7 separate regions of the Mus musculus genome follow, and all the other regions are linked to region 4. Evidence: chromatin contacts called from public HiChIP or PLAC-seq and promoter capture Hi-C data. All regions are on one chromosome and are shown on one strand. The core of a region is the stretch at or near the end of the contact, and the rest is flanking DNA. Distances in the headings are between cores, read along the strand shown. Region 1 holds the start of Wdr45b (WD repeat domain 45B). Region 2 holds the start of Mcrip1 (MAPK regulated corepressor interacting protein 1). Region 3 holds the start of Gcgr (glucagon receptor). Region 4 holds the start of Slc16a3 (solute carrier family 16 (monocarboxylic acid transporters), member 3). Region 5 holds the start of Mrpl12 (mitochondrial ribosomal protein L12). Region 6 holds the start of Foxk2 (forkhead box K2). Region 7 holds the start of Hgs (HGF-regulated tyrosine kinase substrate).

Evidence for each region. Promoter capture Hi-C pulls out the DNA fragments that hold promoters and counts their contacts. HiChIP or PLAC-seq counts read pairs in DNA pulled down with a chosen protein or histone mark.
Region 1: a FOXA1 HiChIP or PLAC-seq map of pancreatic cancer cells shows a contact between it and region 4. The contact joins the promoter of Wdr45b here to the promoter of Slc16a3 in region 4. A contact is called at or near these places in 2 of 39 promoter capture datasets (fetal liver and trophoblast stem cells), 1 of 484 Hi-C or Micro-C datasets (embryonic stem cells) and 2 of 115 datasets of contacts at active chromatin or transcription factors (bone marrow-derived macrophages and pancreatic cancer cells).
Region 2: a promoter capture Hi-C map of fetal liver shows a contact between it and region 4, with 2.8 times the contacts expected there. The contact joins the promoter of Mcrip1 here to the promoter of Slc16a3 in region 4. A contact is called at or near these places in 7 of 39 promoter capture datasets (the 3T3-L1 cell line, the SN4741 cell line, embryonic stem cells and 3 more), 3 of 115 datasets of contacts at active chromatin or transcription factors (embryonic stem cells, memory CD8 T cells and pancreatic cancer cells) and 1 of 9 other capture datasets (liver).
Region 3: a promoter capture Hi-C map of embryonic stem cells shows a contact between it and region 4, with 2.3 times the contacts expected there. The contact joins the promoter of Gcgr here to the promoter of Slc16a3 in region 4. A contact is called at or near these places in 1 of 39 promoter capture datasets (embryonic stem cells) and 2 of 115 datasets of contacts at active chromatin or transcription factors (embryonic stem cells and pancreatic cancer cells).
Region 5: a contact with region 4 is called in a promoter capture Hi-C map of embryonic stem cells, with 3 times the contacts expected there. The contact joins the promoter of Mrpl12 here to the promoter of Slc16a3 in region 4. A contact is called at or near these places in 6 of 39 promoter capture datasets (the HPC-7 cell line, cranial neural crest, embryonic stem cells and 3 more), 3 of 115 datasets of contacts at active chromatin or transcription factors (astrocytes, embryonic stem cells and pancreatic cancer cells) and 1 of 9 other capture datasets (embryonic stem cells).
Region 6: a contact with region 4 is called in an H3K4me3 HiChIP or PLAC-seq map of embryonic stem cells, with 11 read pairs. The contact joins the promoter of Foxk2 here to the promoter of Slc16a3 in region 4. A contact is called at or near these places in 1 of 484 Hi-C or Micro-C datasets (embryonic stem cells), 2 of 115 datasets of contacts at active chromatin or transcription factors (embryonic stem cells and pancreatic cancer cells) and 1 of 9 other capture datasets (liver).
Region 7: a FOXA1 HiChIP or PLAC-seq map of pancreatic cancer cells shows a contact between it and region 4. The contact joins the promoter of Hgs here to the promoter of Slc16a3 in region 4. A contact is called at or near these places in 1 of 39 promoter capture datasets (embryonic stem cells) and 3 of 115 datasets of contacts at active chromatin or transcription factors (bone marrow-derived macrophages, memory CD8 T cells and pancreatic cancer cells).

What each region holds. Positions count from the first base shown.
Region 1 is chr11:121,353,111-121,356,268 of GRCm38.p6, forward strand. It overlaps Wdr45b (WD repeat domain 45B), which reads right to left and starts at 1,337. Exons shown (of 10, transcript NM_025793.3): 1 at 1,117-1,337. The coding sequence starts at 1,183. Rab40b (Rab40B, member RAS oncogene family) reads right to left here. Exons shown (of 6, transcript NM_139147.3): 6 at 3,011-3,158.
Region 2 is chr11:120,548,202-120,551,472 of GRCm38.p6, forward strand. Mcrip1 (MAPK regulated corepressor interacting protein 1) reads right to left here and starts at 1,526. Exons shown (of 5, transcript NM_001033231.4): 1 at 1,456-1,526. It overlaps Ppp1r27 (protein phosphatase 1, regulatory subunit 27), which reads right to left and starts at 2,931. Exons shown (of 3, transcript NM_026814.3): 1 at 2,663-2,931; 2 at 2,411-2,561; 3 at 1,774-2,128. The coding sequence starts at 2,852. The coding sequence ends at 2,005.
Region 3 is chr11:120,529,151-120,532,133 of GRCm38.p6, forward strand. It overlaps Gcgr (glucagon receptor), which reads left to right and starts at 1,577. Exons shown (of 14, transcript NM_008101.2): 1 at 1,577-1,683.
Region 4 is chr11:120,947,806-120,951,085 of GRCm38.p6, forward strand. Slc16a3 (solute carrier family 16 (monocarboxylic acid transporters), member 3) reads left to right here and starts at 1,262. Exons shown (of 6, transcript NM_001038653.1): 1 at 1,262-1,345.
Region 5 is chr11:120,483,039-120,486,170 of GRCm38.p6, forward strand. Mrpl12 (mitochondrial ribosomal protein L12) reads left to right here and starts at 1,599. Exons shown (of 5, transcript NM_027204.3): 1 at 1,599-1,730; 2 at 2,205-2,391; 3 at 2,618-2,704. The coding sequence starts at 1,654. Hgs (HGF-regulated tyrosine kinase substrate) reads left to right here. Exons shown (of 22, transcript NM_008244.3): 21 at 1-63; 22 at 351-946. The coding sequence ends at 461.
Region 6 is chr11:121,258,433-121,261,750 of GRCm38.p6, forward strand. It overlaps Foxk2 (forkhead box K2), which reads left to right and starts at 1,555. Exons shown (of 9, transcript NM_001080932.3): 1 at 1,555-2,090. The coding sequence starts at 1,699.
Region 7 is chr11:120,466,177-120,469,327 of GRCm38.p6, forward strand. It overlaps Hgs (HGF-regulated tyrosine kinase substrate), which reads left to right and starts at 1,459. Exons shown (of 22, transcript NM_008244.3): 1 at 1,459-1,587; 2 at 2,833-2,917. The coding sequence starts at 1,551. It overlaps Arl16 (ADP-ribosylation factor-like 16), which reads right to left and starts at 1,424. Exons shown (of 5, transcript NM_197995.2): 1 at 1,187-1,424; 2 at 1,006-1,064; 3 at 478-591. The coding sequence starts at 1,247.

The sequences.
Region 1 (3,158 bases), core at 87-2,586, 410 kb after region 4:
CAGGACAGCCAGAGATACACAGTGCCAATTGTCTCAAAAATAAAAATAAACATAAAAATCAAAAAAACTCATCTTCTTAGCCAGGGGCAATAGAGTGAGCATGCAATCCCACTTGCTCCAGGGACTGTGAAGGGAAGATTCCTGGAGCACAGCTTAAGATAAGCTTGAACAGGAGAGCAAGATCCAGTCCCAACAATAACAAAAATCAAGTTAAGTTCACTTTCCAAGACAGTAAGTCATACATTTGCTACAGCACCTCGAAATTTTACATACGGAAAGCTAAGATGTTATAACTCTTAGAAGCCCAGAGTATCAGCCTTTACCCTTTTCCCTTGAGGAGATTTAGAAAAGGGAAGTTAGCTGACATAGTGGCACACTCCTTTAATCTCAGCACCCCGGGAGGCAGAGACAGGGTCAACAGAGTGAGTTCCAGGACAGTGAGGGTTACGCAGAAAAAGCGTCTCGGGGATATAATCCCCACTAAGAGGGGTTCCCGCCCATTATCTTGGAAGCAAGAATACCTTCTCCAAGACCCCAAACTCAAGAGGCAAGAGGCAGTCACGGGAACGCAAATCATGTAAGTCCTTTCATCCTACAGAACAGAAGAAAATACCAGAGGGGAGGGAGAGGCGTACAGCTAAGACATCAAGGCGAAGAACCTACACTCCACGAAGGTGCCAGCCGCAAGAACCACGACAAACTGCCGCCCCGCGACGGGCAGGTCCCGCTACGCCACCCGCTGGCAACGTAAGCGCTGGAGACCCTGACGCCCAGCAGTAAGCCTGCGGGTTCTTAGGTACCCGGTAAAAAAGTGGCACTGCCCGCCGACCCGGGCGGCGGCAGCGCGCGGAGGGGTGGGGTGGGGTGGGTGTTTCTCCCCGCTATGGGTGCCCGGGCTGGAAAGGACCGCGGGGGGGGGGGGTCCTCCCTACAGAGCGGTTCGGAGATTTCCTGAAAGAGCCGCCAGAGTCTGAGCTCTCAGGGCGCGACCGAGTCTCCGGTTAGGGTCCGGGGGACGCTCGCGACAGCTCCGGGGCCCTGCGGTCGCGGTAGCGTTGGGTCGGGGTCTCCCGGAAGGGCTGGGGTGTTACCACGGAGCTGGGCCCGGGGTCTCACCGTGGTCCTGGTTGAAGCCGGCGTACAGCAGCCCGTTGCCGTGAGGGTTACACGGCAGGAGGTTCATGGCGCCGTCGTAGGGACTGTGGCTCCTCAGCACCGCATACCGCTCGCAACCAGGCGATCTCTCCGGTCGCGCGGCGCTAGGGCCGCCGCGGCCGGAAGCCAGGGTCCTGGGGACTTGCGTCGTGCGTGTGTCGTCAGTGCTGCGTCATCAGTGCGCGCGGATCTGTGGGCGCGCGTGCGCGCAACCAGCAAGCGCCGAGGGACAGACGCGTCCACTGCAGGGAAGTAGGTGGCGGGAAGTAGGTGGCGAGGGCTCGCCGGGCGCGTCCATAAGGGGCGGGGCAGGACGCAGCCGAGGGGAAGCTGCGGAGAGAGCTGGGTGCCCCGCACTCACACAAGCAGGGCAGGACTGATGGGACCAAGGACAGGGCAGAGAAGAGACTGCGCCAACGCTCCTGCCCACAACACAGTCTCCTGAAACCCTCACCGCGTTCCCACGATACACATCGTGTTCGACCAGAAGCAGCCTTCGTGTAATGGTACCTGCATTTTCCCCGAGAGACAAACACAGACAGACTATCCCCTATTTCTTCCCGAGCTTTCCCAACCATCTGACACGTCCTCTCACAGACACAAATTTCCAAAGAGACATAATAGGACATAACCTCACAGAAAAGATCCCCAGACCTCGCGACTGTTGTTTGGGGTGCTCTGTTTACAGGGGTCTGGGATGGCTCTGGAAGCTGGTGCTTTCTCCTCTCTACTACAATTCATTCTCTGGTTCCCTCTCTCCTCACTGGCTTCTCCCCTTACCTGTTTACCATCCTTTCCCCCAAATGAAGACTTGTAGCGTCTTAGGATTCAAGAAGCTTAAGCAGAAGGACCCTAGTCCCACACAGCCCACCATTCATCCCATCAGCACTGAAGAGGGGAGGGGAAACCACTTCAGGGACTGTCCTTTCATCTCTCTAGTTATGAACCTAAGAAAGGGCAGCTGAGGCATGAATGTTCAAGCCCTAAACGGTCTCACCATCTGTGAGAACATTTGCACAACAATAAGGTGGCTGTGAAGGTCCTGGCAGGATGTCTTGATAGTTGGCCACTGTCAAGGAGGCCTTGTTCCTTCGGGTTTCACTGGCTTACACACTCACCTGCCTCTCTGGATATCTATTCACCTCATCTCCACAGGGCTGGATGACCCCAGCTTCAGGCCTTCAGTGGCTCAGATGGCTACACTCCTGCTTCTCTAAGGACATTGTTATTATGTATCTGGAGACTCAAAAAATGTTAAGACATTGTAAATCACTAATAAAAACTTAGGGTATCCAAGCTTTATCTTATTTCAGTTTTCCTGTTGTTTAATCTCTCATAGGGTCTAGCTTCCTAAGCAGCAGGACCAGAAGAGAGACCTATACTTGAGCCTTTATAACGCCAGAATGTTGTGGTGGCTTTGTTTTGGTTTTTGGTTTTTGTTTTTTTGTTGGCAAGGAGTGACAAGGGCTTCATCTCTAGGGAAATGTCTGGCCACAGCTCTAACAAACCTCTGACACTTACCAGGAGCCACATGAGAGCGTGTTTCTTTCAGTACTTCCACTTTATCTTGTTGAGACAAGGTCTCATTCTCTAACCCTGGAACTCACGATGTAGCTCCAAGTTGGTCAAAGTATCACAGTAATATTGCTTCAAGCTCCCAAGAACCGGGATACTAGGCATTCGTCATGACATACAGCACTACGTGTTTTCTCTGCATTTCTTCTCTGGGAAGAAATCCTTTCCAAAGATGACATAGGACAAAACTAAGCTTTGGGGTAAACATCATGAAACAGGCAAGGAGACAAGTGCAGAAGAGAGCTGTGCTGTACCTGGATCTAGAAAGAGATACCACGACTCTGTCAAGAGAGGAGCAAGTATCCACTTTATTGAGAAACATAGTCCTTAAATAACTGTTTTTACTTCTCCTTTACTGAAATACCTCTCTCCTTGCTAATCTGTTGAAACAATGCTGGCTTTGTTCAACATAATTGGAGATATCTTTG
Region 2 (3,271 bases), core at 276-2,775, 400 kb before region 4:
ATCCCTGTGCTGGGAACTTTATACACTGTTCATGGTCCTATCACAGCAGGCCAGGAAGAAGGCATCTCACAGTCCTATTGCAGAGGATGTCACAGCTGTCACCTGAGAGCTGATCTGAATGACTCCCAGCCCCGACACACTCCAGGGCCTTCAAGGCTGCAGAAACTGGCTAGGGTGCTGGGTGCTCATTATCTCTGAGTTTGCCTCAGCTCCTGTCTGCATCCTACATCAGGTTCCTAAACTCTCTGAAATGCTGCTTCCCAGTGACACCCGTGTGGGTCTGCTCACAGCCCCTCTACTGGGAGAGATCCGGAATGGGTTTATTCTCTATAGAACTCTCCACTTCTATAGGACCCAGGGCTTTGGAAGGCAGGGTAGGGGGACAGATCCAGGACCACATCAACTCTTCTAAATACATCCAATATGCCAGGCACATGATGCTAAATGGTCACACTTTGCTACCCACCACAGTGACAATGCGAGTGGTCCCTCACTACAATCAATGGTGCAATGGCTGGTCACTCTGTTCTTCTGAAACGTCTACTATCCAAATGTTGTTGTTTCCTTCTTTCCTCTTCCCACCCCTTTTAGAAAAAAGGTCTCATGTAGCCCTGGCTAGTCTTACATTTCTGATCCTTCTGATTCCACCACACAAAGAGTTGGCATGACAGGTGTGTGCCACCACTCCCTGCTTCAAATTGTGAGGCTTATAGCGACTGACCAGCCAAGCAGGAGCCACAGTGCTGTGACAGCTCGGGCCTGCTTCCAGATGACAGTGGCAGGTCATCAGACCTAGAACGTGTATCCTATTCTTTCCCGGGACTAGCAAACTATTAGATATTCCCTAAATGGACCCAAACCCAGACTCCTTCTCCTGAAGGACCTGGCTCTCGTTGCACTCCTGTCACATCGCTGTCTAAACGTCCTGGACACTCCCCAGAAATCCACCAGCTGATCTCAACTCACTGGGGGCCTTTGCTTGAGCCTGCCCTGTGTTTGAAACATGGCGTCCAGAGGGAAGACCATTTTATCTCGGACGACCACCCCAGGATCTGGGCTGCTTTTGTCAACAGGGTACGATACTTCCGGCCACCAGCATGTCCAGCTTGCCCACAGACAGGCCCCGGGCTTGCGCAGAGCCACTGCATCAGGACAACTGGGATGTGGGCAGGGCAGGTAGCCGGCAAGGACACCGGCGCGGTTTGGGGAGGCTGGCCTGCGCAGCTCAAAAGCAGGGAGCGCCCTCAGAGGCTGCCCCGGGACCGCGGGCGTCGGTTCCCGGGGAGGTGGGGGGGCGGCCGCCACGTCCGCACTCCGTGGAGACACCGGCCTTGTCTCTCCCCGCTCAGGCCAGGCGACCCAGCGACACCAGGGCGGGGCGGGGCGGGGCGGCCAAGGTCCCACGGAGCCTGCAGCGCCCCGCCCCGCCGTGCCTCCGCGCCGCGCCTTCCTCACCTCGCCCTCCTCGCCGCCGCCGCTGCCGCCGCCGCCGCCGCTTCCAGTGGGCCGGCCGGAAGTGACGCGGCGCGCAGGCGCAAACGGCGCGGGCCACGTGATCGCTGGCGAACGGAGTGCGGCGAGGTCGGAGGCGCGCGAGGTCGTCCCGGAAACACGGGTGGGTGTCGGGGGAAGGGAGGGGTTGCCGGGCATCTCTGAACAAGAACATCGGCGCACCGGCCCCGGACACGCATTTCCCCGGCCCTGCGCTGCCAGCGAGCCCCCGCGTACCTGGCGATGGTTTTGTACTGGACTGCGCTAATCAAGTCATCATCACAGCTTGGGAATTATGTTTATTGAAAAAGTAAAAAGTATCACCATTAAAAAACAAACAAACCTGGAGAAAAAGCCAGGCCAGAGAAATGGGTATAGGGGCAAGAGGGTCGTTCCCCACAAGTCCTAACCAGCCTGGCTGCCTCACTGCACATCCAGTGGGCACTCTAGTCCTTGGGGCAAGGTGCTTGCCACTTCTCCAAGGAGGCGCAAGCCCCAAAGGGCTCTCCTGGCTCAGTCCATGCTGGTTCCTTTGAAGAGTTCCACCAAGTCTTTGAAGTCCGGGTCAATAAGGTCGGAGGGCAGATCGCCATCATCATTGGCTGCATCTCTGTCTGCCCCCAAAGAGATGAGATACCTGAGGTGTGAAGGGCAGGTGGTTAAAGCCTACTCAGCCCACTCCGGGGCCAAAAGGCTAGAATATTGGGGTCACCTGTTTGTTTTTTCCAGGCAGAGTGAGGAGGAAGAAACCTGACCCCTTGGAAGCTGTGGCCAGATTTTCCGGCTTGCTCTAATGTTGCAATCGGGTAGAAACTGCCAGAATCCCTGAGTTGATGCCTACATCCTCAGAGCCATATTTTGGGGGGGTCCACCTGGAGAGATTAGGATGAAACCTCTGAACCACATTCCATAGTCTCACCTGGCTATGTCAGGGTACCCATCACTGCAAGCGATGTGCAGTGGTGTCCAGCCTGTCTCATCCCGCTGGTGAATGTCAGCCCCGTATTTGACTAGCAACTTCACACACTCTAGGTTTCCAGAGAGCACAGCTTCATGCAGAGCAGCCAGTCCTGGGCAGGGTGGGAACACAGGGTCAAAGCTGTAACCCTCAGAAGAGGATCTCCCCTGCCTCCTTATGGACAGAAGGCCAGACTCTCAGTTATCTACTCACCTGAGGGATGGATAGTGTCTAGGGAGACTTTCCGAGCCCGGATAAAGCGTCCCACCTGCTCCAGGTCGCCTTGTCGAATGTGGTCCAAGAAGAGAACATCGTTAGGGAAGCGCACGCTCCGATCGGCCAACATCCGCCGCCTCCGCTGTCGGGGGCTGTAGCGAGCATAGCGGACCGTTCGGCTGGGCATCCTGGGATTGAGGTGGGCTATCTCTGTGGGTATGAGTGAGAAAGTGTCCCTACCAGACCAGATCTGTGTAAGCTCTCCTGCTCGACAGAACCTCGATTCCAGCTTATAAAGGGCTTGCGAGGCTATATAAAGCCACGCAGTCATGCTTGCAGACGCGAGGGGCTGAAACTGAGCTGCTCCGCGCTCCCTGAGCACAGGATCATGTTTAGTGGCTCATCTTTCAGCACACCTGTCACTATGTCCGGCCAAAGGGGTCAGATCCTTCCTGGCTACTACTCCCTCTCCGCAGCTGGACCTAGAAGGTGCCTTATAGAGGACAGAAGGACTAGGAGAGAGTCCATGAAGAAAGCTGTGGATGTGAGCTCAAGGGCATCAAGAGGGTCTAAGCTTAAAGGATGATGGATCACCTGTCTACCTAC
Region 3 (2,983 bases), core at 327-2,826, 420 kb before region 4:
GGCCATTGCCTGGATCAAAACAGAAAAGGGCAGCTCCCTGTCAGGATTTCTGGTGGACTCTTCTGAAGATAGGGGCACAGAAGACAGAGCCCCGGGGAGTATCCCTGTCCCCAAATCCTGGCAGGGTCTTCCTGTGGATCTTATAGACATGTACAAAGCAGGGTCTGCCTACGAATCACTGGAGGGTGGGCCAGCTCACCGGTGAGGGAACCCACAGGTTGGGGCACAAGATCCAATGTCCCCTAAATAGACATGGAGTCCTGGAGAAGGACAACAACTGAACAAGGAACTGACCCAAGGCCCATGGGAGTTCTGAGGAAGGGCGGTGGGTGACAGAGAAGAAACCACATGTGTTCCAGATGAGAGAGACTGGTGCTGGACTGGATTCCCTAGAGGGGCCTCGGCTCTTTACTAGATGATCTGCAGGTATGAGGTGGAGGAGAGGACACAGACATAGGAGACTTGGGCCGCAGAGGACTGGTCTGGGGGCTGGAAATGGGGAGGGAGGTTGTGAGTACCCATTCTGAAAGCCACAGTTACAGGGAGAACTTTCTAGAAAGCAACATGACCCTCTTACAGGATGTGGAGAAGCCAGAGAAGTGGAAGCCCAAAAACACCCAAGGGAGTTTCTGATCCCGAGGTTACTGGGCAGGAGGGGAGATGAGGCAACAAAAGGTGGCTCAAGGGCTCAAATGGGGGGGCGGGCAGTGGAGAAAGTCCTCTCCAGGGCTGAGTCTAGGAGCGAAAGGCAGGCTTGTGGCTCAGAACCTTTGACTCCAGAAAAGGAGGTATCTAAAAAAGGTCTGTGCCGACTGAGAATATGGCCAAATTAGTGGATTGTCAAATGAGTGGTGTTGCTTGAGGGCTTATTGGACAGGAGTCCCTGAGGCCCACAGGGCATGTAACCTGGAAAGGGTTTAAGAGGCACTCTTAGCGGATCACCTTGTCTGAAATCTGCAGAGCGGCCCATGTATCCTGACCTCTCCCACCCATGGTGCATGTGTGGCAGCTGCAACCTTCCAGCCAGGAGCCAGATGTGGTTAAGTAAGGGACTTAGTCCTTCTAGAAAATCAAGACTGCAAACCTGAACGCAATGATGAGACCCCAGGACAGTGGACATTGAAAGAGAAAGGGGCGCGCTGAGTCACTTATTGTTCCCTTGGAGAACTCAGACCCATCAGGATTCGCACCTGCCAGGTCAGGATTCACCCGTGGAGGCTCTCTGAAGTCCAGGGTGCGCAAGGTTGGATCCTCAGGGTTACGGTACACCTGGTGAGGGTTCTCGGAAGGGACCCGTAGGGTCGGATCCAGGTCAGGGCCTGCTCCTGTGTGCCAGAGGGGAGGGAAAGGGAGAACGCGGGATGCAGACCTGCCAGGCAAGCTCAGCCCAGGAGATATACTCGGGGTTACACCGAGAGGGTCTGAGAGCTCGCTGCAGGTCCGCTGCACTAAGGCGCGGGCGCGGACCCTCATCTCTCCCCCTCCCCCGCGGGCCGCTCCCGCCCCCACCCCTCCCCCTTCGCCGCCGCCCAGCGTCGCCGCTGGAAAGTTTGCGAGCGGCTGGCGCGGAGCTGGCGCCGACCCCGATCACAGCGCGGCCGAGGCGAGCAGTCGCCGGCGCCCAGATCCGAGTACGCTCGAGGACCGCGAGGAGCGCAGCCCTAGCCCCGGCGACTGAGCACAGTGAGCACTAGGGTCGGGCCCCGAGGGGATGGTCTCAGGCTGTCTGTGGGGTGCTGGAGCACGAGCGTGACCTGGGCGCACAGAAGAGGGGAGCGGGGAGCTGGCCCTCGGGCCTGGACGTAAGCCAGCTGTCCCTGGGGTTTTGGGAGTCGCGGTTCTCGTCCCGGTCTAACACCTTATTCAAAACGGGAAATGTGTCCTACTGTCACGGTTAGGGCCACCTGATTCCCAACCGTCTCCTGCAGGTTAGGGGTCTCAACTTCTCCTTTCTATTTTCTGGGAGCGCAATCCAGGAAGGTGGGAGAGGGTGGGTGCAGACGTGGATCCTGCTGCCCCATTGAACGCCCAACACACTCCAGCTTCCAGCTTCTCACACTCCAAAGGCTCGCTCATCCCCTTCAGATGGATTCGCTTCCCCTTCCTATGTGTCCCTGATCTCCAGAACTTCCTAGCAGTGTCTCAGTCTTGCGGGTTAGATGTGTAGGCACCGTGCACTGAGGGTTTTTTTTCCCCTGCAAGCTCAGGTCATTGCTCCCCAGAGACCACCTTCCCACTTCAGACCCGCGAAGTTTTCTGTCGCAAACCGACTGATCCCTTACCTCTTAGCTCTCGCATCCTTCGAGGTTAGACCAGGCATATTTTGCTGTTCTTCTGTCTTGGAGACATAGAAGGGGGAATCTGAGCTCACCCGAGCCCGTGGGTATCTCCGCCCCTTTTCAGGGGAGGACTGGAGAACTAGGCTTTGTCACAGCCTGTGGCCCCTGATCCTGTCCCTGCCATAGGACTATGACCTGGTCTAGTTTCTCTGTTTTGACAAAAACACCCTTCCAGTTGATATCTCTGGGGATTCCTAAGATCAAAAACGTTGCTACTTTGGCTTCTAAGGAACCAAGAGGATCCCCCCCCCACCTTCCCTCGATGCCTCCCTTTGGCCACTGGGCCATCCATCTAACACCCTCCGCCACCTGCAGAGAAAATCGGTAACCACACTGCAAACACCCACGTGTCCTTTGTCCTGTTGGAGCTTGCTGGAAGCGGTGGTGGCATGGGACAATGCCAGTCCGAGTGGCTGGTGTGGTGGTGGCATGGGACAATGCCAGTCCGAGTGGCTGGTGTGCCAGATATGTGCTCTGAAGAAGGGGGATTGATTGATCTAAAGGCAAGACAGGCAAGCATCTTAGGGATTCAGACTTGCATCTTCCGTATTTCACCTACAGTTGGGTCTCACTGAGAGTCAGATTTCAGCAGCCTAGTTCAAGACGGGAAGAGGGTAGGGTCCCTGGTCTACTGTCCCTTATGT
Region 4 (3,280 bases), core at 12-2,511:
TGCTGTCCTGTCCTCATCTCCCACACTGGGCTGGGAGTGTTAGGATTGCTCTTGTGCTCTGTGTATTCAGATGCCCCAAGAGTTCTGTGCCCCAAGATCAGGTTGCAGTCTGGACATGGGCAGCGTATTGACCAATGTGCTGTGGAGAATGCTCCCCAATAACTTCTGATTGGATAGTAAAAGGCTAAAGCCTGTGACTGGGCAGGAAAGAGAGGAAGGTGGAACTTGAGATGAGTAGGGGTATCTCCAGTAGGTACCAGGAAAAGGAAAAAGGCAGGGGAAGGAAGAGGCCTGCCTTGAGGCAGGATGGTCTGGGAGGATGGACCATGAGCACGTGGCCGAGAGAAAATCGCTGAGGACACTCATGGGGCAGAGCAAACACAGCAAGACTCAGTTGGCAAGTAATGTGGCGTCTATAGTTAGGATGTTATAGCAATCTCAGAACCTGCCCGGTTTAAACTTACAGCTTGTTAATAAAAACACCAGGTTTCTTTGCCCCCCCCCCCGCCCCCCAGGGAGCTATACAGGCTAGAGTGGAGCAGAAATCCCCCCATAAAAATCACTTCTATAGGAGTTGAGGGGCGACAGAGCAGGGCTGTGTCAGTGCCTGTATCTGACTTTGTTGCAGGGCCCCGACCACAGGGGAAAACGGAAGTTCAGGGAGGTTGACAGCCTTGCCCAAGATCCCCGGTCAGTCCAAGGTGCCTGAGTCTTCCTAACTAGGGAAGACAGCTGCCACAGCCACACAATAGCCCAGGCTGAGGCACGAGCAAGGTATGGTGGTTTGGATGGGGCGAAAGTCCGAAGTAGGCAGGCGGCAGGAGCCCTGTGTGCATGAGGTGTGGTGGGGGCGTGTGCCACCCGGCAGAAGGCGCAGGCCAGAAGGCCAGGGTCTGGAGGGCAAAAGGTCCCAGTCTCGGAGATAGCGAGGACATTGCCACTCTCTTGCAGGAATCATGGAAGGAGCCCACAGTCTTGGGAGGGGATAAATGGAGGGTAGAATGGGAAGCAGAGGTGGGTAGTCACGGCCCAAGGGCGCGGAAGAGAACAGTGAGAAGGTCTGCGTTGGGTGGGGCCCGGGCCCCGGGCGCCTATAGAGCGAGTGCCAGCCTGGTCTCCCTGTTAAGTGGAGATGGCATTGTCCGCGCCGTCGGGGAACAGCGGCCAGGGCGCCCCCTCCGGCAGCGGCGCGGGGTCCGGGTGGGGAGGGCAGGGGCGGCGCCAGGCAGCGGTGACGTGCGCGGGGGACGTGCCGCGCGACGGATGAGAGCACTTAAAGTCGCCCCCGGCGCGGCGCCGGGCAGCCAAGGCGGACAGAGGCAGATACAGCGGCTGGCGGTAACAGGTAGGCGCGGCGAGATGCTTGGCGCGCGGAGCGAGGCTGGGACCCTCCCCCCGCCTCCAGTCGCCCAAGGTTTGGGGCCTTCGATCATCAGGCGGGGGATCCAGACCTGGAGCTCCCGGCCCCTGACCCTCTCTCCTCCTGGTTCTCCAGCCCCATTCTTTCTTGACTTGGAGAACCTTCTCACCACTGCGGCTCCACCAAAGGGCCATGAACAGCCAGTTGCGCGCTTGCATCCTGCTTCCCTGCCCTCGTAGACGCCTATCTATCCATCCGGTAGCCCTCGGGGGCTGGGCTTCGTCCAGGAGGGCAGCTGCCCTGGGCGACCAAACGTCCAGAGTATAAATAGCTCGGCCCAAGAGGGTTGGAGCGTGGCCGGACGGCCGGGGAACCTGGGCTATATTTGGTGGGAATGCTACAGCCTCCTTGGAACCCCGAATCTCCAGCGGGCGTCAGCAGGCCGCCCAGTGAGAGAGAGGGACACGTGCGCTTCGGAATGGTGCCACGTTGGGGGAGGTATGCCCTCGGGTCTCTTTCATCTCTTTACATCCACCTTTTCTACCATCTTAAACTCATCAACTCTTACCCAGCCACCACTATTAACCCAAACTAGGCACATGAAAGTGGGGTTTTCCTCCGGAGTGGGCTCTGTTTGCTCTATTCTCATCCGATAGGAAAACCAGGCACGGTCTGTTTTCTTACCTGACAAGTGGGTTGACTAGGCGCCTGCCTGGATGCTGGTCCAGTCAACAGACAGGCTCAAGAAACTGTTAACTCTGGACAGCTGATAGTGCTTGGAATCTGGGTGACAAGCAAGGAGAGGGCAGCAGGGCCCAGGCCGACAGGAACCCTTTCAGGACAACAGGTTGGTCTGAGCGTAACGGCAAGGTTCTCCCCATAACACAGGCTCATTAGCTTTCCCAAAGTTCTTCTGTTGGGAGCAGGTTATCCCCGAGGGCTCCCGGCATCATTGTACAGGCCCAAAGTTGGCTGGTGTCCCGTGGGTGCTGGGTCCGTCCGTGTTGAGGAACGAGGACAGTCCTAAAAGTGTGTGGACTCACTCAGGATGAGCAGTGACTAGTGCACAGCTAGGATGCTGTGCAAAGGATGAGTCTACCCCTTAAGGGGCACTGAGGACACTACCGAGATACATGTGGCCCCTTCTTGGCAAGGACTTTGAATAACCAGTGGTTTGGTTCCAAGATGGACTTGGCCACATCACCAGTGACCTTGGGCAGGGCTTGCTCCCCGTAAAAACGATCTCACTGCTTGGATGCCTAAATTTCGAGGGGCAGCGAGGAGAAAGCACAGTAGGCCTTAGAACCATCAAGAAGTAATGTTGAAGGGGCCAGTGCGTGGGACCCCACAGTATGCCGGTGTTCCGGGACTTTAGGACTCTAATCCTCCAGTGAACTGGTCAGAAAGGGGAGGGCTGGGGAGGCCCAGAAGCAGACACCTTTGGGCCCCATGCGGGACTTTCTGGATGGTGATGCTAAGCAATTAGAGACCTCTGGACCAGGCCTTGGTCCAGCTGGCACTGAGCACTGGCTCAGGGGCAGGTTAGGAATGGAGACCGCCCTAGCGGCAAGAGCAGACTTCTGGCCGTTGTTCCCATCAGTGGAATGGGCCATGAGGGGGTAGATGGATAATGAACTAGCCCATCTCAGCATCCCAGAGGTTCAGTCGCGCGCCCTCGCTCGCCTTCGTGAAGGGCAGAATGAACTGGCCCGCCTTGCAAGCTAATCTACGGGTGAGTCTTAGGTCTCTCAGGGCATTTGGCGCCGTGAGCTGCAAGTACGGTAGAAGCAGAGGACCGCCTACTCCAGGCAATACGGCAGCGGCTCCTCCCTTGGCGCGGTCACGTCCCCCACGTCCCGAGTCCGCTTGGGCGGAGCTTCCTTCCCTAACCCGACCCATTGAACCCCGCCCAGGTCGGCT
Region 5 (3,132 bases), core at 349-2,848, 460 kb before region 4:
CAGGATGCGTCTCTGCCAGCCCAGCAGCCCTACATCCCAGGGCAGCAGCCCCTGTACCAGCAGGTGAGCCGTCTCCCAGCGGCCTGCCCTTGGACTTCTGAGCTTCCTTTGATCCCTTGCACTGGGTGCATCAGGGGCTTTGCTCAGCAGACAGAATCATGACATGCCATTAAGTGCACGTATGTACACATGCGTCCATATTGCACAGGAGACAAGTTTACAAGAGATCACACGTGCCATTGCCATATTGGTAACAACCTGATCTACTATGTGCTAAGGTGAAGCTTGTTCTAAGCCGAAGGTTTTGTTTGTGAAGGGGGGTGATGAGCCTATCTGCTCTTTCTCTCCAGATGGCCCCCAGCACCGGCCCTCCCCAGCAGCAACCCCCTGTGGCCCAGCCAGCGCCTACACAGGGACCGCCAGCACAGGGCAGTGAGGCCCAGCTCATCTCCTTTGACTGACCTTGAGTCTGGCGCTCACCATGCAGAGTAACACTACAGTTCACCAGAAACCACTTATATGTCTAACTAGCCATTCCTCCCCTATTACTGCCCTGTAGTGTCCCTTCTGTGAGCAAGGGGTGGGCCTTCCCCCTTGGCCCTCTTCCCTGTCCTCGGTGGTCTGGCTCCTATCACTGGTTCCCTGCTTCAGTCCTGATGCCGTCTGACCTCCCCGGGACTGGGGCTCTGCAGGGCAAGTAGAACCTTCTCTGGAGAGTGCCCGGCTGTGTTGGGTGCCACAGGTGAATGCTGTGGGGATGCTTAGCCTGGCCCGGAGTCTGATGTGAACTAACTGTGTGGTGTCCAGGCCTGGCCCTGGTACCCAGAAGAACCATGTGGCTCCTGCACAGCAAGGGTAGAAGCTTTAGGTATCTCTGTCTCCCCTTCTCCTTGGATGTCATCTCTCAGTGCAGAGCAGTGAAAATAAAATGTATTTCAAAACTCTCATGATTGATTGTTCGGGCAGCAGGCTGGGTTGGACCAACAATTTAATAGTCTGCATCTGTTGTGGAGTGTGCTGGGTACTGGCTGAGAAACCGTGGACTTGCCAACAGTCTCCTTCCTGGTGGGGATTCTGCAGACTCATCTGGTGCAGGATACATCACCAGGCGGGTGAGGAAGGGTGCAAACGCGGGCTTTTGCAGCCCAACTGCCCTCAGGATTACCCACTGCTTAAGGTTTTAGCTCTCAATAGCTCACCCTGAAATATACGGTTCAACCTGACTTCTGTGAGGTCTCAAGTTTTGCTCTTTCCCTCCCCGCTAAGCGCCCGCCTTAGTGTGCACTCAAAGGAGGCGGTTCCGCCTAGTGAGCTCTTGGGAGGACTCCAGGCCCTTCCTTCTCCTAGGTTTAGAGTACTGGGCTCCTGAGGTTGCTAACCTCTTGGACCACTGAGTTGAATTCAAGGGGCTATGAGTTCCGTAGGTAAAGGGGTGGGGGCGCCTACTTATTCCCCTGGCGAGACAAAGGCGTGCGGAACACGACTGATGGAGAAAGCGCCAACCCAGTATTGTCTCCGCGCCTGCGCGTCGCACCGCCTAGTGCGTAATACCAGGAGCCAACCCGGGCTAGAGCGGCCCGGACAGCTCGCCTCCTCCCGGATAGAGCGTCGCTTCCGCTTAGAGCCGCGTGTGACCTTCCCGCTTGCGGAGCTATGCTGCCGGTGGCGGCTAGCCGCTGCCTGTGGGGGCCACGGCTTGGACTCCGGGGGGCAGCGCTTCGCCTTGCCAGGTAAAGCGGTGGTCTAGAGCGCCATTGCCGGGGCGGCGGGCAGGAAGTAGGTTCAGAGGGAAGGGGTGACGGGCGCATCGCCACCTTCCGCGGCCCAGCCTGCGGGGCGTGGAGAGGGCGGCTCGGCCTGGGCGACCTTGGGTGCAGGTACCTTTCGTCCCCAGCTTCCCGCCGCTGAGACCCATCGCCGTGGTCGGCAGCATAGCCCGAGCCCCGTGCTTTGGAAGGCTTGGTGCAGCACTGTGCACCCGCCAGGCTGATGTATTCCATTCAACCAGAAGCCTGCCGTTCTGGGCAGTATTGCAGACATAGTCGTGGGCTCCTGAGGCTCTATGGGAAATGTAGGAAAGCTTTTTCGGGTCCCTTAACCCCAGCTTGTGGAGCCTGGCCTCAGCGGTGGCAGACTGAGCACATGGATCTTGTACCCTTGAGTCTCCCGTTTTTTCTGATCTAACGGCTGTTTGCCTGGGGTAGGCAACAGATGCCCAGCGTCTGTGCAGCGCGGCAGTTGAGAAGCAGCAGCCACCGAAGGAGTGAAGCACTCGCCGGCGCACCTCTGGATAATGCTCCCAAAGAATACCCCCCCAAGATCCAGCAGCTGGTCCAAGACATTGCCAGCCTTACGCTCCTGGAGATCTCAGACCTCAACGAACTCCTGAAGGTATTAGGAGAGATCGGCACAGGCCAGGACTAAAGTCCCTGCCTTCTAGTTGTATTTTTACCAAACAAAGGTCAGAGGTCCCTGTCTCTTCTGGGGTGTTTTGGGAGTTTGGTAAATTATCAAATGTACTTTCCTAGGTGGTAGGGCCAAATAGGCTTGTACCTCCATTTGTACCTCCATTTAGGGTTTGATAAGCAGCCACTGAGACCTCTCCTTCATCCTACAGAAAACATTGAAGATCCAGGATGTCGGCCTTATGCCAATGGGTGGCATGGTGCCTGGTCCCGTCTCTGCTGCAGCACCGGCCTCTGAGGTGAGCCTAGGCCACAGGAAGACCCAGTTCTGTGTGCCCAGTTAACTGCCCGACTCAATAACTTAGGTATTTCCCTGTTCCTCCTTGAGTCTGTAGCTGTAATCCCTGTGTTCTGCTGTGGGCTCCCTGCAATAGCTTTGGGAAATTTTCTGCCGAAGGCATTCGAGATCTTTACTAGTGCGTGCATGTGTGTGGGTGTGCATGAGCAGGGGGTGGTCAAAGGTCAGCTTTTGGGGGTTCTCCCCTTCCGCATGGGTTCTGGGGATCAGGACCTCGATTCTGTAAGCTAGCTTTCCTTCTGCCCTCTGAGCTACACTGGTGGGAAAAATGATCTGAAGAGAGGAAACGGTACGCCAAACAGTGCAGCAGTCTTGAGTATTATTAAAAGTAGGGAGGGCACAGAGATGTTGTGGGAGAGTGCCTGCCTC
Region 6 (3,318 bases), core at 305-2,804, 310 kb after region 4:
CGGCGTTCTCATCTGTAATAAATGCTTAAGTTTACATGTACATTGAAGAAGTGCTTTAAAATAAATATCTTTATAAGTGTTTGGTTTGGCCAGATATGGTGGCTCATTCCTCTACTCCCATCCCTTGGGAGGCAGAGGTGGGTGGCTCTCTATGAGTTCGAGGTGATCTTGGCCTATATAGTAAGCTCCAGGCCAGCCAGGGTTATATATGACTGATCGTCTTTCCCTCCCCACAGAAAACACCAAAACCAGCCACAAAAGCCAAACAAAGCAACATAAGTGTTGGATTTGTATGCTTACTTTACATACCTGGATAGCTAGGTGTAAAAAGTTAGATCTAGCCATGTTATAGATAGATGCTAGAGTCACATGGCAGAGCCTCAAACCTGCCCTAGGCAGTGCGCAGGACAACACAACGGTGTCAACAGTAATGGGAGGGCATTTCTTGTTCTTGACACCCTTTGTCCTTGAACTGTGTTTGTCTAGATACTCACCTAGTTATCATTTCCATAGTTTTCTGTACATCACCTACAATGCCTCAAATTAATATTTAATGAAATGGCTCTTTGCCATATTTATAGTACAAAGCATTTTGAACCCTTAGGAATTTATCCCGTAATTACAGACACATATGTCAAATAAGATATGTAAATGTTATAAAGACTGTTTCCCATTAAATGTATTGCAAGTTTAGACATAGAATGAATTAGAACGCAAAATGTTCCCATGCCTCTAGTCTGGGGCCTCTGTTTAGAAGCTCTTGGCTAGAATGTCCACTTTATCCTATGCAGCTTAAGTCCAGACTCTCAACCTTTCCACTCTCCCTGACCTGAATGAACTCCTTTTGTGCATCAGTGAGAGAACACTGCGTCCCATCGCCTGCACCCAGGGGCCACCATATTGGTGTGACGTTCTTTATGACCACGTGCCTCTCTTACCAGAGCTAAAGCAGGTGCATCCACTGCCCTTCGTTCCTGGGGAAGAAACTAGGGGTCTCAGCTTCACCTCTATGTTGGCACCGGCTTCTGGAGCCCCTCACAGCCTGCTCGATCTGCATAGCTCTGCTCCTCCCACGGGCCCGCGTTGTGGTTTCTTTTTTAATGGGAGAGATGGGATCTCTCTATCACACATACACAGATTGGAATAAAGCTCAGATTTGCAGTCCTTGGTATGAATTACTGAGTGCAGAACTCTATGCATACTGGGGTAATTTCTGTCACATCCCTGTGACATACGGGTCGATGCGGCAGGTTCCCGAGCAGCGCGCCTGACTCTACGCAACCTAGGGCGGAGTGTGAGAGGGGCCAGCGGCTCCCGGGGCGCACTCGCGCCCGTCGTGACCTTGGACCCCCGCTCAGTCCGCGAACGCGCGCGGCCCCACGCCAACTCCTCACTCCGCCCCGGGTTTTCCGCGCCGCCGCGGCCAACCTGCGTCGCGCGACGACGCCGGACGTGCGGGCGCTCGGCGGCGCGGCTCCCCATTGGCCGGCCTCGGTAGCCCCACTGCGTGCGCCGCGCCCATTGGTCGGCGTGCCCGTCCGTCGTAGGGCCGGCGCGCGGCCGTGCGAGCTCCCGCCCTCGCAGCTCTCCTCGCCGGCCGGCGGTCTCCGCGACCGTGCTCGGCTCGCGCGGCCCACGACCGCGCCCGGGCCTCGGCCCGCTAGGGCGCCCGCGCGGATCGGCCAGGCCTCGCAGGCGATGGCGGCCGCGGCGGCGCTCTCGGGCGCGGGCGCCCCTCCCGCGGGCGGCGGGGCCGGGGGCGGCGGATCCCCGCCGGGCGGCTGGGCCGTGGCGCGGCTCGAAGGCCGCGAGTTCGAGTACCTCATGAAGAAGCGGTCGGTGACCATCGGCCGCAACTCATCGCAGGGCTCGGTAGATGTGAGCATGGGCCACTCGAGCTTCATCTCGCGGCGCCACCTGGAGATCTTCACGCCCCCGGGCGGCGGCCATAGCGCGGCCGCCCCGGAACCCGCGCAGCCCCGGCCGGACGCGGGCGGCGACTTCTACCTGCGCTGTCTCGGCAAGAACGGCGTGTTCGTGGACGGGGTGTTCCAGCGGCGGGGGGCGCCGCCGCTGCAGCTGCCGCGCGTGTGAGTGGCGGGAGGGGGGCAGTGTCCTGGACCTGACCCACGGTGGCTACCCAAGAGCAGGGAGGGACCCTGACCCACAGCAGCCACCCCCGGGGAGGGGCGGGACCCGCACTCAGACCCACTGCCCATCATCAGGCAGGACGCAGAAGACCCACGTCAGCTACCCATGAGCAGGGTCAGACCCTGGACAAGACCTGGTCCCCATCAGGGAGGGATCCTGATCCGCTATCCGGGAGCAAGGAAGGCTAGACTCACCACCAGGACCCATTCACTGCCCATAACCAAGACCTGACTGATTCTGACCTACCCTAGTTTAATGCCCACGACCATCACTGGGATCACAGCCCCCCAGCGCTCCACCCGGAGTATTTAACATGCTGGCCCACTCCTGTCTGCCCTCCTACTGCCAGGTCCCCTGCACTGGTATTCTAACCCACGGCCCTTTGTCCAGTCTGACATGGGACTCTCAGAACACAGACCATCATTTCTGCCATCAACCCTCAGCCCTCCCTGCCATCATCACCAGCGTTGGTGGGTGGAAGTTTTATGGGTGCTCTGTGCCTAACCATCAGGGAGGAGGCACCCAAGGGAGATGCTAAGATGTGTGTGGTGGAGAACTATCTAAAATGAAGGGTAGATACCTGGTACCTTTTTTTTTTTTTTTTTTTTTTTTTTAAATTCACGTTTCAGTAGCAAGATATTTTGGAGGTAGCGTCTTAAGCCTAACAATTCTCTTTCCCCAGTGTTTTTGTAGCCTAAAAACTGAAAACTCCCAAACATGAAGGATTAGAAGCCTGTCTGTCCAGAACCTTAGAAATCTGGGAAAACTGGATACTAATTTCAACCAAGTAATCTTTAAAAAGCATTTTTAGCCAGGTGGAGTGTATTCAACCTGTAATCCCAGCACCCTAGAGGCTGAGACAGTAGAAATTTGAGTTCCAGGGTAGGTTAGACTGTGGAGTAAACTCTAGAATAGTTTGGGTTGCATGCTGAGACGTCGTCTCATAAAACAACAACAACAACAACAAAAAAACAGAACAAAGGGTGTTTGGTTTTTAAGGAATTATTACAAGATTGTGTAGAATAATTACAAAATTATTACAAGGAAGCCTCATAGGGAACTGTCAATCACAGCACAAAACAATTTCAATTTGGTTCTGTGGTTGGATAAACTTACTGTTTATTGTGCTTGAAAAACAACTTTGCTTTCCAGGAAATGCTAAGTATT
Region 7 (3,151 bases), core at 209-2,708, 480 kb before region 4:
GACAACTTTTTAAGTGGATTTAAATTTATGATGCAGGAGTTTGAACCTAGGGCTTCAAGTGTAGCTAGGGCAAGCACTCTCCTGAGCTACATATCCAGCCCCAGATTGGCTTTTAAACAACAGGTTTTGGAAATAGCCAAGGGGGAGTTGTACGAGGATGACTGTCACTGGTGTCTTTAAGTAAAATTAAGTCTACTGTGGCCATCAGCTCTTCATCCCAGAATTTGATGCCCCTTCCTTCTACAGATAGGACCAACAAGAGGGATGTAAAGTGTTGGTCGTATTCAGGTATCAAGGCATAGAACATGCTGTGCCTTCAACAAGCCTCCTAGAATCTGAGCCCTGCTCAGGAAATCAGACCAATGCACAGTCATCAAAGACCCCCAAACCCGATCCCATGAAAAGCAGGGCCAATACTTGATGGTTCAGGGAGTCAGACAAAACTGACCTCCAAAGAAGCTTGAAGTATTAACTCACCAAGAGCGAATGGCAGTTTCCATAGTAACTGGACCAGATGGGGCTCATGCATCCCCCGAGCTCTCGGATGGTGATCTTCCTGTGGGCCACAATGTCTGTAAGGTTGGTGCCCACCTATGGAAAAAACCACGATGCACTGAGACCAGCGCAAGCGGTGTGCTGTGGTGAGCTTCTGGATGGCAGCACCGCCATGAGGGAGCTAAGCATCCACAGCCAGTGACAACTGCTCAAGCCCTCTGCTCTCGCCACCAAGAAATGCAGCTCTCTGGGGGCTCCAGGCCAACGTCAACCATAGAGATGGGCCTTGAGAGTGACGAGGGAATGAATTTCTAGGGATGGGAGAGAAAGGTGCCCACCGGAAGACGGGCTTCGGGTTCTCCACACTCAGAAGTCTAGTGATGGGAGTTCCTCTGCCGCAGACAGTACCCAACCTACTGACCACAGGCACCGCGGCTTCCATTAGAAGAGGTCTGAGGACCTTTGCAAGCCTCAAAGGGCATGCATGACCTGAGAGAGGCCGACACCTACCGTGGGCCGCGTCGGTGGGGGCTCTCCCAGGTCGCCTTTGCCATCTCCGGAGCTCAGCTGTCCCGGCGGTCAAGGGCCATGGCGTGGCAGAGGGAGGAGTTCCCGTGATGAGCGACCCCGGTGTGCTCCCTCCCCACCCTGCCTGGGACTCCCTGCCTGCCCACTCGGCGCGGAAGGATATTCTGAAGGCGTTTCACCAGCAGGGTCTTCCCGACCCCAGCAGCTCCAAGCAGGAGACACATCCCTTCCTCGGATAACGCGCTTGTACCTCCGAGCTACCACGCAATGAGGCCCGCCTCCGCTTAGCTTTCATTGGATAGACCGCTCGTCCAGGCTGCTCATTGGTTAGTCCCAATGGACTGAGCGGTCCAATGGACGCTCAGAGTCAGTGTGTAAGCGCAAGTCTCGCCATGGAGCAGGACTCGGGGCGGCGCGGAGGCGTTGCGCGTGCGCGAGCAGAAAAAGAAAGGCGGAAGCGGAAGTTGGGGGGCGCGTCAGCTCCGAAAGAGGGAGCGACTGCAGCGTCGGTCCGGAGTGGGGTCGCCATGGGGCGAGGCAGCGGCACCTTCGAGCGTCTCCTAGGTAACGCGTCCGCCCGTCAGCTCCAAGTCAGCTCCCTCGCGCGCACCGGCCAGATGCTGCCTCCGTAGGTCTCAGGAGAGCGGGCCGGCCACCTAGACCGGCCGTCGGCCTCCGGGGAGCACTGCACGGTTCCCGGGCCTCGGGTGTGGCCGCCCGGGCTGTACACTGAGTCCTGGGGTTCCAGTGACGAATGCTCTTTGGGGGTCCGTGACGGACCTCTCTTCCTCCGGGTCCGACGGTCCTGAACCGATTGGGCCAAAGTCCTGAGTCATGAAGTCATGACTCAGATCTTAGCTTCATGCGGGTCTCAGACCCCGATACCTTTTCGCAGGGTGGAACCGATACTGCCTTCCTTAAACCTTTCGAGCCCCTTGGGGAATGCTTCCTAGGACCTCAGCCTCTTGCGCTCTGGTAGTGCCTGGGGGTTTGAGAAGACATGTATTTCTCATTTTTGAAGGTGCTTGTTGATATCACTATCTGAGGTTCCTGGACAGTGTAAATTTTAGGAGGGAAAAATGAGTTTGACATGCATGCACCATTCCCTCAATAAATGTGTTCAGGAGCAGGCCCCATCCTAGGCTGCTCACTTGCTCCTTTTTGAGCTAAGGTTTTCAAAGGGGAATCTTAGATGATGAGATGTTTACCTTAGTCTCATATCCTGGGAGGTTCAGCACGTCAGGTATGAATCCACTAACTTGTTGAATGAGTAACAAGGGTGGTGTATCTTGGGATAGCTCACTTTCGTAAGGGAGGGGTGATCCGAGTGTGAAGAGGTGTTGGCTGGGGGTACCACTTGACATGGAGAAATCATCCCTCATCTTCTAGAGCTTGCTAAGGGACCCATTACATTACCCAGCTAAGAGGTAAAGGACAAAACTTCTAAATGATGGGACTCTGTTGAGAAGCAGCAGGGTATGCCATTTTAAAGTGCCCAGCAAGCTGTGACAAAGGGCATTCTCTACCTCCTTTATCTTTAAAGCAGATGCAAGTAGTACCTCTCTCCAGAGGGTCTGTGGGAACTGAGTGAAGCCGAGCTTGAGCTGACAGCTGATAGGGACTAAGTATCATTTCCACATTATTTGCTTCTTGCATGGGAGGATGCCATTTCCATGGTTGTCAGTGTACTTCAAGAGGATTTTCAGTTTGGTTTTGGCTGTATAAAATGAGGGATGTTCTTGACTTTTGACGGGCCGGCTCGGAAACATAGCTCAATGGACCCTTTGAATGGGCATCTCTTCCCTTTAGACAAAGCCACCAGCCAGCTTCTGTTGGAGACAGACTGGGAGTCCATTCTACAGATCTGCGACCTGATCCGTCAGGGGGACACACAGTAAGTGAAGAGAACCACCCCTCTTCTAAGATTAAATGGGCAACATGAGTTTTTTGTTTTTTTGTTTTTTTTTAATCCAGATTGTTTTGATATCTTGGGACAATTAAAACAGCACAATTTGGAGATACTTAGACTCACTGATATTTCCTTGAGGAGGTCTGTCAGGCTAAACTCATGGTTGGCTTATATTTCAGTTGGTAGAGTATTTGCCTAGCATGTATTAAACCTTGAGTG